Linked DNA regions of Mus musculus: all the other regions are linked to region 1. A link is a contact called in public Hi-C data. All regions are on one chromosome and are shown on one strand. Each heading gives the region's core, a stretch centred on a gene start, on an enhancer-like site or on the middle of the called end of the contact. The rest is flanking DNA. Distances are from core to core; before and after follow the strand shown. Region 1 has its middle 11 kb from the start of Gm31096. Region 2 holds the start of 1700036G14Rik (RIKEN cDNA 1700036G14 gene). Region 3 has its middle 18 kb from the start of 1700036G14Rik.

Region 1 (3,872 bases), core at 951-3,450:
CTGACACTCAGAAAACACGTGTTGAGTTCTCAGCCTGTGTGTTGTGACCCTGTTGGCATATCAGATAACTCAAATATAAGATATTTACATTGCGATTCGTAACAGTAACAGTAGCAAAATTGCAGTTATGAAGTATCAACCAATTAATTTTATAGTTGGGGTCACTACAACATGAGGAACTGTGTTAAAAGGGTCACAGCATAGGAAGGTTGAGAGCTACTGATCTGGAGCAATGGCTAGCATGACATAGCTCCACACCTGCCTGCCCAGCTCCAGCGTGTTTTAAACTATGAGTTACAACCCATTAATGAGCCAGGAAATCATTTCATGAATGATCTGGGCAAGCACTTTTAAATAGCTTTGATAAAGACCAGAACTAGACAGAATAGACTAGAATAGAACAGAATAGACCAAACCAAAGCCACTTCAACCCAACAAGGGGAAGTGATTTTTCTGGAATGCTTGTTTCAGTAGCCTATGTGTGCTTATGTACAGTCTGGGTGGAGCTGCAACATGTAATTCTGGCTGTAGGCAACAGTCAAGTCTGAAAGGCACGCTCGTGGAAATGCCTTTCCAGTTCCTGTCTTTCCAGTGTGGGAAGAGCGCTCCAGGGACCTCTGAAGTTCGCCCTTCCTAGCTGAGTGCAGGGTCATATATTTGTTTCCTGAATGGTGGTAGGTCCTGGCTGTTTTCGCTGAGAACACTGGCTCCGCTCCTGTGGAAGAGCTGCCTCCAGGAAGTCATGGTTCCCAGCATCCTCTGCTGATGACTTTCTCCCACCATGGTTGAGTCTTAATGTGTTCCTGAAAATACGACAGACAAAAAAAAATGGGATGAGGAATTCTAACTCCTCTTGCTAATCCATCAAATTATGCTAATGAGTCCAAATCCCTAGCTAATATCTTCAGACCAACTAAAAGCTAAGGAACTGCGTTGTCTCCTCCTATTTTGGCTTCTGCCTGTCTCACGATGCTATTGTCTCAGATTAAGCTTCCTGCCACCCGGGTCTTGCTTACTCAAACAGCCAAGCTCTTCCATTCCTCCTATCCTGTATGGGCCTGGGGTCCTGTGGTTAACCTTACTCCAGGAGCTTCAGTTTGCTCAGTAAAATTGCTTCCTGTTTCAGTTGTGCCCCTGGAAAAACCATGCTGGCTCCTCCTGACCTCAGCCCATGTCTTCCCCATCTGCCCTCTTTCTGCAGTGAGCCCATCAATGTAAGTAAACAGCGGTGGCTTGGGACACAGGTATTCTGAAGCTAAAATGCCAGCATCAGACTTCGTCTAGTCATGCAGGTGAGAAAGTTGTTTAAACATGTATCCTGACACACAGTGGATTTGTAATAAATATTAGAATAAAAACAATAATATAAAAAATGTTTGGTCAAGACAATGAGGAAAGAGGTAGAAACCGTTAGAAATGCTCTTCCCGCTGGAGATTGCCGATTATGACTCCTCACAGGCTCTTTCCACCCTCTGGTTTTTTTTGTTTTTTTGTTTGTTTGTTTGTTTGTTTGTTTTAAATCATTCTTTCCCTCAGCAACAGCATCATGAGAGACTTCATGAAATCTAGACATACAGTTCAGTTGACCTCTGGGGACCCTAGGCCAAAGGAGATCAAAGGAGTAAAAGAAGAAACTGGGACCCACCCATGGTGGTTTGCCTTACAGCCTGTCCTGTTGTCCAGGGAGCTCATCAATTATCCAAACCATAACCTGTAGCAGGACCAGCAAGACCACCTCTATGTAAATACCAGGGCCCAGCACAGCTGCAAAAGCACCTCCTGCAGGAGGACCTAATTGAGGACTGCCTGAGAGACCAAGAATTGCTGGAGCAGACAATGCTGGCCAATCGGCAACTGCTGTTTAGAAGAGATGTTTTCTTGGGACCAATGGGGCAAGAGTGGAAGGTATTAAAGGAGCTTGCGGTGTTTCTCACTTGCTACCATAGTCTGTGTTGTTGACTCCGTGCCACCTCACTTCCAACACCCAAGGGCAAGTAGGGTCAGGCAGTGATAGTTCAGGCAGCAATAACCAATTCCTACCCCAGGTGGACAACCAGCTTCCCTGCCTGTGATTCTAAGAGCAAAATCTGTGAGCTCAACTGCCTCTCTGTTTCTAAAAATAAGCAACTGTGCTCACCAGCGTTTCTTTTTCAGCTCCTCTTCCACTCTCTGAGATTCTTCCAATTTCAACCAGTAATGACTGCAGAATCTCATTTGCAAGTTGCCTGGGTACATAATTCATTCACTGCCGCACTCTGCACCCAACTGTGAGCTCACCCATGATGCCCCTTAAAGACTCCCTGGCCCATTGTCATTTACCAATGCCCGTATTCCTAAATGCTGTTCCATTCCACCGTGATTCTTGTTGGAGCAAACAGACAAAAGTACTTACCACAGGACTCTGACTTCTCCATATAAAGAGTCTACCCATTTGCCATCCACTCAAGCCCCGGTTGGCCTCTCCCTCCCCTAATCTTGCCTAAGACCTGTTCTACTATCTTTTTTGTGTTTTGCACGCTCAGCTTCTTTTATACTTTCATCCTCCTGACACTTCTCTTGTAACCATTCCTGGTCTCATGCTTTTTCTCGGATTTTCTGCAGAGGTCTTTGTAAACTGCGCTCATTAAGTCCATCACAGCTTCTTTAAACCCTTTGCAAATTCCCTCCCAGTCTCTCATCCCTTTAAAGAGCTTTGTACTGACAGGGGGTGATGGCTCCTCCCTGGAGCACATAGTAGCCCTGGGTTCTCTCCAGACTTCCTGATAGTTGCCTTCCTTTATCGCTGGCTTACATCATTTGAAACAAATATGAAGCCCACAGTTGTGATTTTCCATTCCTTTTTGTGTTGGGACAGCAGTACACAACCAAAGCGTTGAGTAGCAAACCGACCACAGCCAGAAAAACCACACAGCTACTTAGGAACTCTGTTTTGCCTGTGTAGAAGAATCTTTTGTGTATAGTAAATTATTGCTATTAAATCTTTGTTAACTCTTATTGAGTGCTGGCTTCTGTGCCAAGCAATCACCTAGGCACATAGCATACATAAGGGGTATCATCTCACTTAGTCCCCCAACACCACTTTCCAGTATGATCTATGATAAATTATATTATGAATTTCCATTTTGTAGATGAGGACATTAAGATGTTTAGGACTAATGCAGTGTTTGCATGAAGACAAAACAATGGCTGGAACATGGGACTGGAACATGGGACTGGAACATGGGTACCCCCTTGACCCAGGTCTTGACCCGCTGTGTCCTGTGGAGGTCATCAATCCATGGTCTTCAATGCCACATACATACTGACGTTAAATATCATCTCTGCTGCCTTCTATGACTTAGGACTTATAAATGTTGTCTTGGATTCTATAAATTCCTTAAATGCTTTCATAGTTCTGCCCAAAACCTCTGCTTTCTGTATCTATCTCTATGATGGTTAATGGTACCATCCTGCAGTTTGATTGTTTGTGTATTTGTGAGCTCCTGAATATCGGGGGTTATCATGTCACCTCTGAGGCTGTTATGGGAAGGAAGGAATATGTGAATGCTGTGTATTTATTTGCATTGGCTTTAGAATGCTGAGGAGACACTTAGCTGGAGGCAACAGCACTTCTTGTTGTCTATGGTACTTGAGACTGAACCCAGGACCTTGCACCTGGCAGGTAATCACTGAATCAACCAAGCTCTATCCCCAGCCCAAGGCACCGGTTTCATTCCAAGGACTGCTTCACTGCAGGACTTCCTTTCCCAGTGGGCTGCCTGGTGGAGAGCCATACAACTCTATTGTGCCTACAGTTCCACATTGGGAGATTGTTTCTGCCTCCTGGTTTGTTTCCTTGTTTGTTTTCCTGCCTCCCGAGCCACCTAGACCTC
Region 2 (3,872 bases), core at 450-2,949, 210 kb before region 1:
TCCTCCTGTTAAGTTTTCTCTTGCTAGCTTTTACCCAGGCTCTCAGCCTTCCTAGAGCTCTCAGATCCTGATTAACAGTGCAACATTTCCTATCCGCGTTGTCTGCAGAGAGTGCGATGAACTCTACACGGCTCCATCCAAATCAGGGGCAGCATCTTTAACATAGTGAGTCAGAAGGCAACATTCTTCTCTAGCCAAGGTCTGAGAGTTAGCCAAACACCTTTGCTTTACTGTGGATTTCTAATCACCCTCACCTCACACTCAAAGCTGTGATTCTTTACTGTTACATTTGATGACTGAAACTCGCTTTCTGTCCCAACCTCTATTCTTGTCTTCCTCCTTAGCAAAAGAACCCTAATTTTCAGCTCCATTGACCCAGCCTCTCTCACAGCCAGATATGCCTGGGTGTCGCCATTGCAGTCAATGGGTTGTAAGTAAGAGCTGTGTGATGGAACTTTGGACATGTATGTCTTCCCTAAAAATAACTGACTCAGCTGGGAGGAGCCAGCCCTTCCTTCCCCCTGAAGTTTAAACGCAGTTGTAAAGGCTCAGTCTGAAGCAGCCATCTTGATCATGAAGTGACCTTGAGCATAAAGGAGAGGATCAATCTCTCTGAGTCTTAGAAACCAGGATTTTAGAAAGTAGCTTGAAAGGTCATTAGAAAAGAACAAAAAGTGTTTTGTCAGCACGCATTTTAGAAGCGCCCTGATAGGAGGAGCTACAAAAGCCTTTCTTTGGAGATTTCAGCCATCTCTAACAGTTTCCTTTGAAATCACTAATTATACTCTAAAAAGACGGCATCATTGGAGCCAGAACCAGCAGCCAATTACCCACGAGAAATCACTCACTGTGTGGGCTGTCTTTTCTCTCTCTGTTCGCATAATTTCAAAATGCAATTTCTAGAACCATGCTAAATACTTGTAAACAGAGATTGGTTTGATTGCAAAGGGGGAACCATTTTGGGGCGGTAAAAAACGACAATTATTTCTCCTTGTCCTCTAGTTCACAGAACAGCACCCTTTGGGTCACTTTTCAAATACCCACCACCGGATTTAGAGCCATCTGCAACTCCAGCCAGAGATGCTGACTTCTAAAGCAGGTGCAGGTTCCTATGAGGTGGTGGGAAAACCTAGCACTTGGAGTTAGAAGACCCAGGTTTGAGTTCCAGCTCGAGATATGGGCTGGCTAGCCTTCTTATGTCTCAGACTCCTCATCTCAAAACTGGCCACACAAAAGACTAAGTGGGCAAGGTGTGTATGTAAATTGTAATGGGCTCTAATGGAAAGCGAGCCTGGTAAAGCCTCCTGCCTTCTCTGGCATCCTATCAAGTGCCTGGAAGACTGAAGGTGTCTATACCAGTCATGACTATCAAACTGCAGCAAAATGGGAACTGCAAAGCGCTGGTAGCTAGCCACCACCAATGTTTGTCTTTCCTAGGTCTGATGTGGATGGAGCTTGGCTGCTGGGCTGGTTCAGGCCAGCTCAGGCTGGTTCAGGCTGGCTCAGGCCTGTTCAGACACCTATTCTTCAGCTGGGCGACGGAGCTGGGAAAGCCCTGCTTCATGGGTTTCTCATGCTTTTCTTAGGACTAAGGGCTAGTTGGAGCCCATCCTTTTCATGGTGGTATCAGAAAGGCAGAGGAAACAAGACAGCTTACCTGTTGTTGGTATTCCTTCTACGCTCCGCCCAACAGTTACCTAGCAACAGTCAGGTAGTCCTGGCTTGTTATAAAAGGGTGAGAAGGCTAGGCTGACTCCATGACAGGCTTCAAATTGGCAGTTCAGGAGACTAGGCCTAAATGTCTGTTTCTAAGAACTGGGCAATTTCAGGCAAGTCCAGGCCTCAGAAGCTGCCCTGTCACCTGCCCTGAGGCAAGGACAATGGGTCAGCAGCAGTTTCCAGACTTCCTCAGCAACAGTCTCCAGACCTCTCCAGCAAGTTTCTAGCCCCCACACTACAGAAATGGAATGTCTGGAGAGATGGACACAACAGATTAACATAGAGGTCACCTACCCCAGAATTCCCTAATGTGCTTTAAATCAGGCCTGCAAGTGCATTTGGGTGTTTCTCTAGCTTGGTCATGGGAGACCCCAGAACACTGGACTTCAGCAAAATAAAACACTCATTTCATTTACATACTATTTGAGTCTGGGCTATCATTCTTTAGAAAATCATGGACCCTTACAAAGGACTGTTTGGCTTCTCCATCTCTCTCTATCTGCCCTTTTCTCTATCGGACCCCCTTCTCCCTCTTTCCTGTTCCCCCTCCACCTCTCTTTCTACATGTTCCTGGCTGATCTCTCCCTCTCCCTCTCCCCCTCCCCCTCCCTCTTCTCCCTCTCCCTCTCTGTTCTCTTTCTTTGCCTCTACCTCTACTCCCTTCTCAACTCCCCTCCCTATGCCCCCAAATAAACTCTATTCTATACTACACTTGTGGATGGCTGGTACCTCAGGGGGGAGGGATGCCTTAGCATGGGCCCACTGAGGTACCCCCCTCCTATCATACCATACCAAGCTCTATAAAACATATCCTTGGCTTTATAAAACACATCACCTGTGATATACTAATACCCCATTCATCAGAGGAGGATGTGTGACCCATTCCATTCAGATACAGGGATTCCATTTAGCACATATACAATGCAGAGTTTCAAGGTACATGGTTCCAAGAACATGGACAGAAGGATGAGGTATTTGCTCACTAATCCCATTTACCATGAGAAGCAAGTAGACAAATATGCATGGTTTTTGAGTGAGTGAGAGGATAATTGAATGTTTTAAGATCAGAACAAATTCAGGACACTTAAGGTGAATCCATACATTGGCCATCAAATGTTGTCTTTGCTTGTCTACAATCCTTCTGTTAATAGGAGGTGGGAGGGAAGAGATAGCTACCATAAAACTATGAGAAGAAATTCACATTCAGTTCCTGTTTCCTCTTAGGTCATGTCTGGCCTCCAGACTTTGTTCCCTTCCCAGCATCTCTCCACAAACTCGCTCTTCACTGATGCTACACAGATTGTAGCTGATCTTGAAGATGTTGCCCAGACATGTTGAGTTCATTCTAAGTTGCAGAAGACTAGGGCAGGAAGACATGTTTCTGTCTCCTTTCTCTACAGATGTTTATCTGATTGTCCCTTGAGTTGAAATAAGCAAGATGGGTCTCTCCAAATGATAATGGCCCAAAGAAAAGCATGGAGGAACAAAAAGGTGAAGGGGGGGCATCATTTTCTTCATTTTTTTTCACGTTCTACTTTCCCATGCTGTTGATTTGCAATGATATATGTAAAATATATCTTATATATATATGGAAGGGTTTAGACATGCATTTCTTTAAAAATTTTTTCTTTTATTTGCTACTGGAAATTGAACCCATGGTCTCACTTATTCTGCACAAGCGTGCCCAGTCATTGAGCTGCATCCCCCGTCCTGCGTAACTGAATTTTTAAAAGAAAAATAATGTTTTAAAAGTTGCCCTTGTGTATCTGTGTTCCAAGTTCCCTAGAAGACAGAAAGGTGGAAGGGAGCCTCCAGGCTTCACGGTCCAGTCAAAGAGAGGACAGGGCCCCACCCAGATCCATTTCAAATCTCACCTGCAGACCTGGCCCGTGTGCCCTCTTCACCAAGCCTTCATTTAAAAGGAGAGAGAGGGAGTCCTTTTCTCAAGCCAATCCTTGGAAAGGAGCATGGATGGAATTAACATTCCTGTCCGCTCACCTAGAATAAAATGTCCCTGGGTGAGTAAAAAAGCGATTACTTCAAGGCTGAAAGAGCAGACTATTTCAGTGGTTGGAAAAGTCTTGTTGTACTCTGATTTGGGGGTTATTTCCCTTGTCTTTCCATTTCTTCCTGTTTCCTGCAGGCCTGGGTGT
Region 3 (3,872 bases), core at 399-2,898, 190 kb before region 1:
GGGAGGGAGGGAGGGAGATAGCTCATCAGGAACTCTTGCTGCTCAAGCATGAGGACCTGGGTTCAAATCCTCAGGGAAGAAAGTTGGAGGTTTTTATTTTTGTCTTTTTGCTTTAAAGCTGGTGTGGCCACATGGGTTCCTGTAACTCCAGCATTGCTGGGAGAGACATAAAGCCTGCCAGGGCCTGCTGGCTGTCTGCCTAACTCTAGGTTCATTGAAAGATCTTGCTTCAAGGACTGAGGTAGACTAGAGAGCAGGACTCCAGATGTCTTCCTCTGGCTTTTGGCCCGCAGGAGTGAGCACGCCTACATACATAAGTATATACACACCACAACTTACTCATGCAATTGACTAACCTAGTGATCTCTCAGCTAGGACCCTGCTGTGTGGTTCCCTGAGTGTAGAATGATGTGAAGGTATCATACCTGGATCATCTCAGAACTCATTTCTCTTTAGGGGAACAACTCATAACAGAGGAGAAAGCAATGACCCAGGAGTTGGTGGGAGAGCCCGCAGCTTTTTGCCATGAACCTTTTGGCCTACCACCTCCCTGACAAGGACTCTAACTTCTCTCTGGCCCAGGAGTAGGAAAGGACCCCAGAGCAGGAGCACAAGAGAACTCTTTAACTCTGACCCTGACCCTGACCCTGGCCCTGACCCTGACCCTAACCCTGGCCCTGACCCTGACCCTAACCCTCTGGAAAGTTGCGAAGCACCAAACAGCATGCTTGTTTGGTCATGAAGCAAACCTTCAGAGCACAGGATAGCTTTCTGTTCCATTTCTTCCTGCACTTAACAAACATGGAACTAATTACTTTAGAAGAAAGTTAACTAACTAACTAACTAACTAACTAACTAACTAACTAACTCTCTTATTTGGTTGGGATTCAGTCCATTGGTTTGGGCTATGAGGCCTGGAAGATTATCAACCTCAGGACACATCTTTCGGTTGACCAGCCCAATACAGTGTCTCAGTCTTCAGATGTACAGCTGGAGTCTGAGAGAAGGCCCTAAATTGGACATGAGTGTTCTTCAGCTGATGGAAGGCCATTTCAGGGCCAGTGGCATTGGCACAGCCACCAAAGATGAAAGTGACAATTTCTCAATGGGTCCTGGACTTCACATTGAATCTGGCCCACTCTTCAGCTCTTTCTATACCTACAGCAAGAGGCTCTCTGTTACTGAAAAGAAGCCTCAGGACCAACAGGGCCTTCTCTATGGCACTTTCTCAATCTGTCTAACGAGCAGAGCTGCCAGCGTCTCTGGCCAGCCTCACACAGGCCTTTAAGATACCCAAGTGAGGTTTCCCCACACTTCCTGCCAAGCCCCTTCAAACTTCTTTTAAAATACGTGGCAGCCAAGTAGCTTTCAGCAAGCCCCTCTGAGCCCACCCCTGTGCTGGAAAGTAGACCCTCTGGGCCTACCCCCGTGCTGGGGAGTAGACCCTCCGAGACCACCCCCTTGTTGAGGGGGTAAACATCATCATCAAGATGCCTTTCTTTCCAGGCCTGGAAAGAAAACCCAAGACATGCGGCTTCCTTTTATGCATGAGGTATTTCTGAACAAAGGGGCCTGTGTATAGTGCCACAGCAGTGTGCCTGCATCCTGGGCATGGGCCTCACTTGCCGGCCTGGCTGGAGGGTCAGCAGTATGGCGAAGAGTGTGCAGTGGAATACAGATTGCCGCCGAGCTCTTGGGGCAGTGCCCACCGTGTGGCTGGACCTGGCATCGGCGATGGCCCGACGTTTGGCTGCCAACAGCTTGCAGGCCTGTTTGCTGCACAGCCAACATCCTGTTTGTTGATTTGACAGGAGTCTCAGGCTTACTTTGCATATCAGAACTCTGGTCTCTGGGCACTCAGCGTGGGACGATGCATCTGGACCACTGAGGCCTTCCTTACCATTGATCAGCCACTCAGCCAGCTCGGGAAGGACAGCTGTAAACTCTTGGGGAGCCCTCTGTGTGCTGCTTTCTCTCCACAGCCTCTGCCTGCAAAGCTGGCTTCATTATTCATGGGAACAAGATGCTAACCAGGAGAGCTCCCATCTTAACAAAGGCCCAACATTAGTCACAGGATTCTGATAAATATGAGGGGAAACCAATGACCTCTCTCTTATTCTCACAGCAGCGACCATCATCTCTGTAGTCCCTGATGTATGATCTACAAACCTCTTTAGAGCAGCTTTGCACTTTTTCTCAAGTGGTTTGCAAAGTAACATAGCCGTCTTCAAGGCAAGGTTGGGGGTCGCTTGGAATCCAGCCTCAGGAATACTGAAAGCAGAACAAGTAGGCCCATTCTGGTCACCATTGCTCTCTCCTCTGAGCTGTTCCCCTAAAGGGAAATGAGTCCTGAGATGATCCATGTATGATACCTTCATATCACTCCACACCTAGGGAACCACACAACAGTGTCCGCACTTGGCTAGCTCAGCTGTCTTGGGGTTCTCATCGCCCCAGATCCCTTCACATTCTCTGGTTCTCCCAGGTTTCTCTTCCTTCATACGCTTTCCTGAGTTAATGTCCCGGTAGGTTTTCTCAGACCCCTCAGTTCCTCTAGCACTCACTAAGCAAAACCCAATGAGGTACACAGGTGTCAGATTTTCGTTGGTACTTTCTGCATAATCAAGGCTGAGTTCTTTAGTCGGGGCTGCCATAGGTTCATGGCCTCTGACCTCACCTAGGTCTTTAGTGCTGTCTGTCTCTTGTTGACCTGCCCTCAGAGAGCCTTCTATCCTCAGACATTCCCCTAAGGCTCTGACTTGCTTTCCACCTCTCCCCCCTGAGCAGATGTGCCTGACTCTAACTTCAAGGCCACCAGGTCCAGCTTTCTCGGCTTCCCATCTCCACCTACAAACATCTCCTGTTCACGCCCACCCTCGCTTTCAGTCTCAGAGATGTGACCCTCTTAACCCTCGATGCCAACTGACACGTTCAGGCTGTCATCCCCTCTGCCTGCTTCATTTGTTTGTTTGTTTGTTTGTTTGTTTGTTTGTGAGTTGAGACAAGTCTCATTAAGTGGACTTAGCAGGCCTGGAACTCAACAGGTAGACCAGGCTGGCCTCAAGTGCTGGGATTAAAGACATGTGCTATCATACACAGCTACTTTTTGCCCTTTTTGGCAGTGCTGGGGATTGAACTCAGAGCTTTAAGTATGAAGGGCAAATACTGTACTTCAGAGCTATATTTCCACCTCCATGGGCTTTTTATAAAAGGTTCTTTCCTCTCCTGTTAGCCTGCGGACAGACTTGGATTTTATACCACTGTCTCTCTGGTTACAGCTAAGCCTCCCAGCACTTACCTTCCAAACTTCTGCTGCTTGCATGTCCATTCAGTTTTTTATAATCAGCTTTTACCCCTAATCATCACATGCACGCAACTGCTGTTACTGTGCTGACCAAAAAAACGTCCCCGACAATGCATTGAGGTTACTAAGTGATGTGGCATTTGGAAATATGAATCACCTCTGTTACAGTTTGGATATAAAATGTCCTCCACAGGCTCAAGTGTTTCAATGCTTGGTCCCCATCTGATGGTGCTGTTTCAGAACATTGTGGAAAATTCAGGAAGTGCAGCCTAGCTGGAGGAAGTGGAACACAGAGGCTTGGGGGTTCATAGCATGGTCCCTCTTTCTTCTCTCTCCCTCCCTATCCCCCCTCTCTCCCTCTCTTCCTCCCTTTCCCTCTCTCCCTCCCTCTCTCCCTCCCTCTCTCCCTCTCTCCCTCCCTCCCCCTCCCCTTCCCCCTCCTTCCCCCTCCCTCTCTCTCTCCTTCCTTTTCTGCCTTCACATAGGAGGTGAGAAAGTCCAGCCACATGTTCCTGCTACCACGGAGTCGTCTTCTCCACAGTGGTGACTTTATCTCCTCAAGTGATGA

Evidence for each region. A called contact is a pair of places that touch in the nucleus more often than the background predicts.
Region 2: a Hi-C map of cerebral cortex shows a contact between it and region 1, with 2.2 times the contacts expected there. The contact joins the promoter of 1700036G14Rik here to the enhancer-like site in region 1. A contact is called at or near these places in 2 of 484 Hi-C or Micro-C datasets (cerebral cortex and nephron progenitors).
Region 3: a Hi-C map of cortical neurons shows a contact between it and region 1, with 1.6 times the contacts expected there. The contact joins two enhancer-like sites. A contact is called at or near these places in 3 of 484 Hi-C or Micro-C datasets (cortical neurons, embryonic stem cells and stem cell-derived neural stem cells).

Annotation. Positions count from the first base shown.
Region 1 is chr3:85,109,254-85,113,125 of GRCm38.p6, reverse strand. No RefSeq gene overlaps it. Among named protein-coding and RNA genes, the nearest start is that of Gm31096, 11 kb to the left of the region's middle. Within about 2 kb of position 2,200, at least 23 of the 459 cell types and tissues checked have an H3K27ac peak or open chromatin away from gene starts, as enhancers often do. A contact at or near this core is called in cerebral cortex and cortical neurons, where this site is marked.
Region 2 is chr3:85,315,346-85,319,217 of GRCm38.p6, reverse strand. It overlaps 1700036G14Rik (RIKEN cDNA 1700036G14 gene), which reads right to left and starts at 1,699. Exons shown (of 3, transcript NR_040542.1): 1 at 1,658-1,699.
Region 3 is chr3:85,297,872-85,301,743 of GRCm38.p6, reverse strand. No RefSeq gene overlaps it. Among named protein-coding and RNA genes, the nearest start is that of 1700036G14Rik, 18 kb to the left of the region's middle. Within about 2 kb of position 1,648, at least 41 of the 459 cell types and tissues checked have an H3K27ac peak or open chromatin away from gene starts, as enhancers often do. A contact at or near this core is called in cortical neurons, where this site is marked.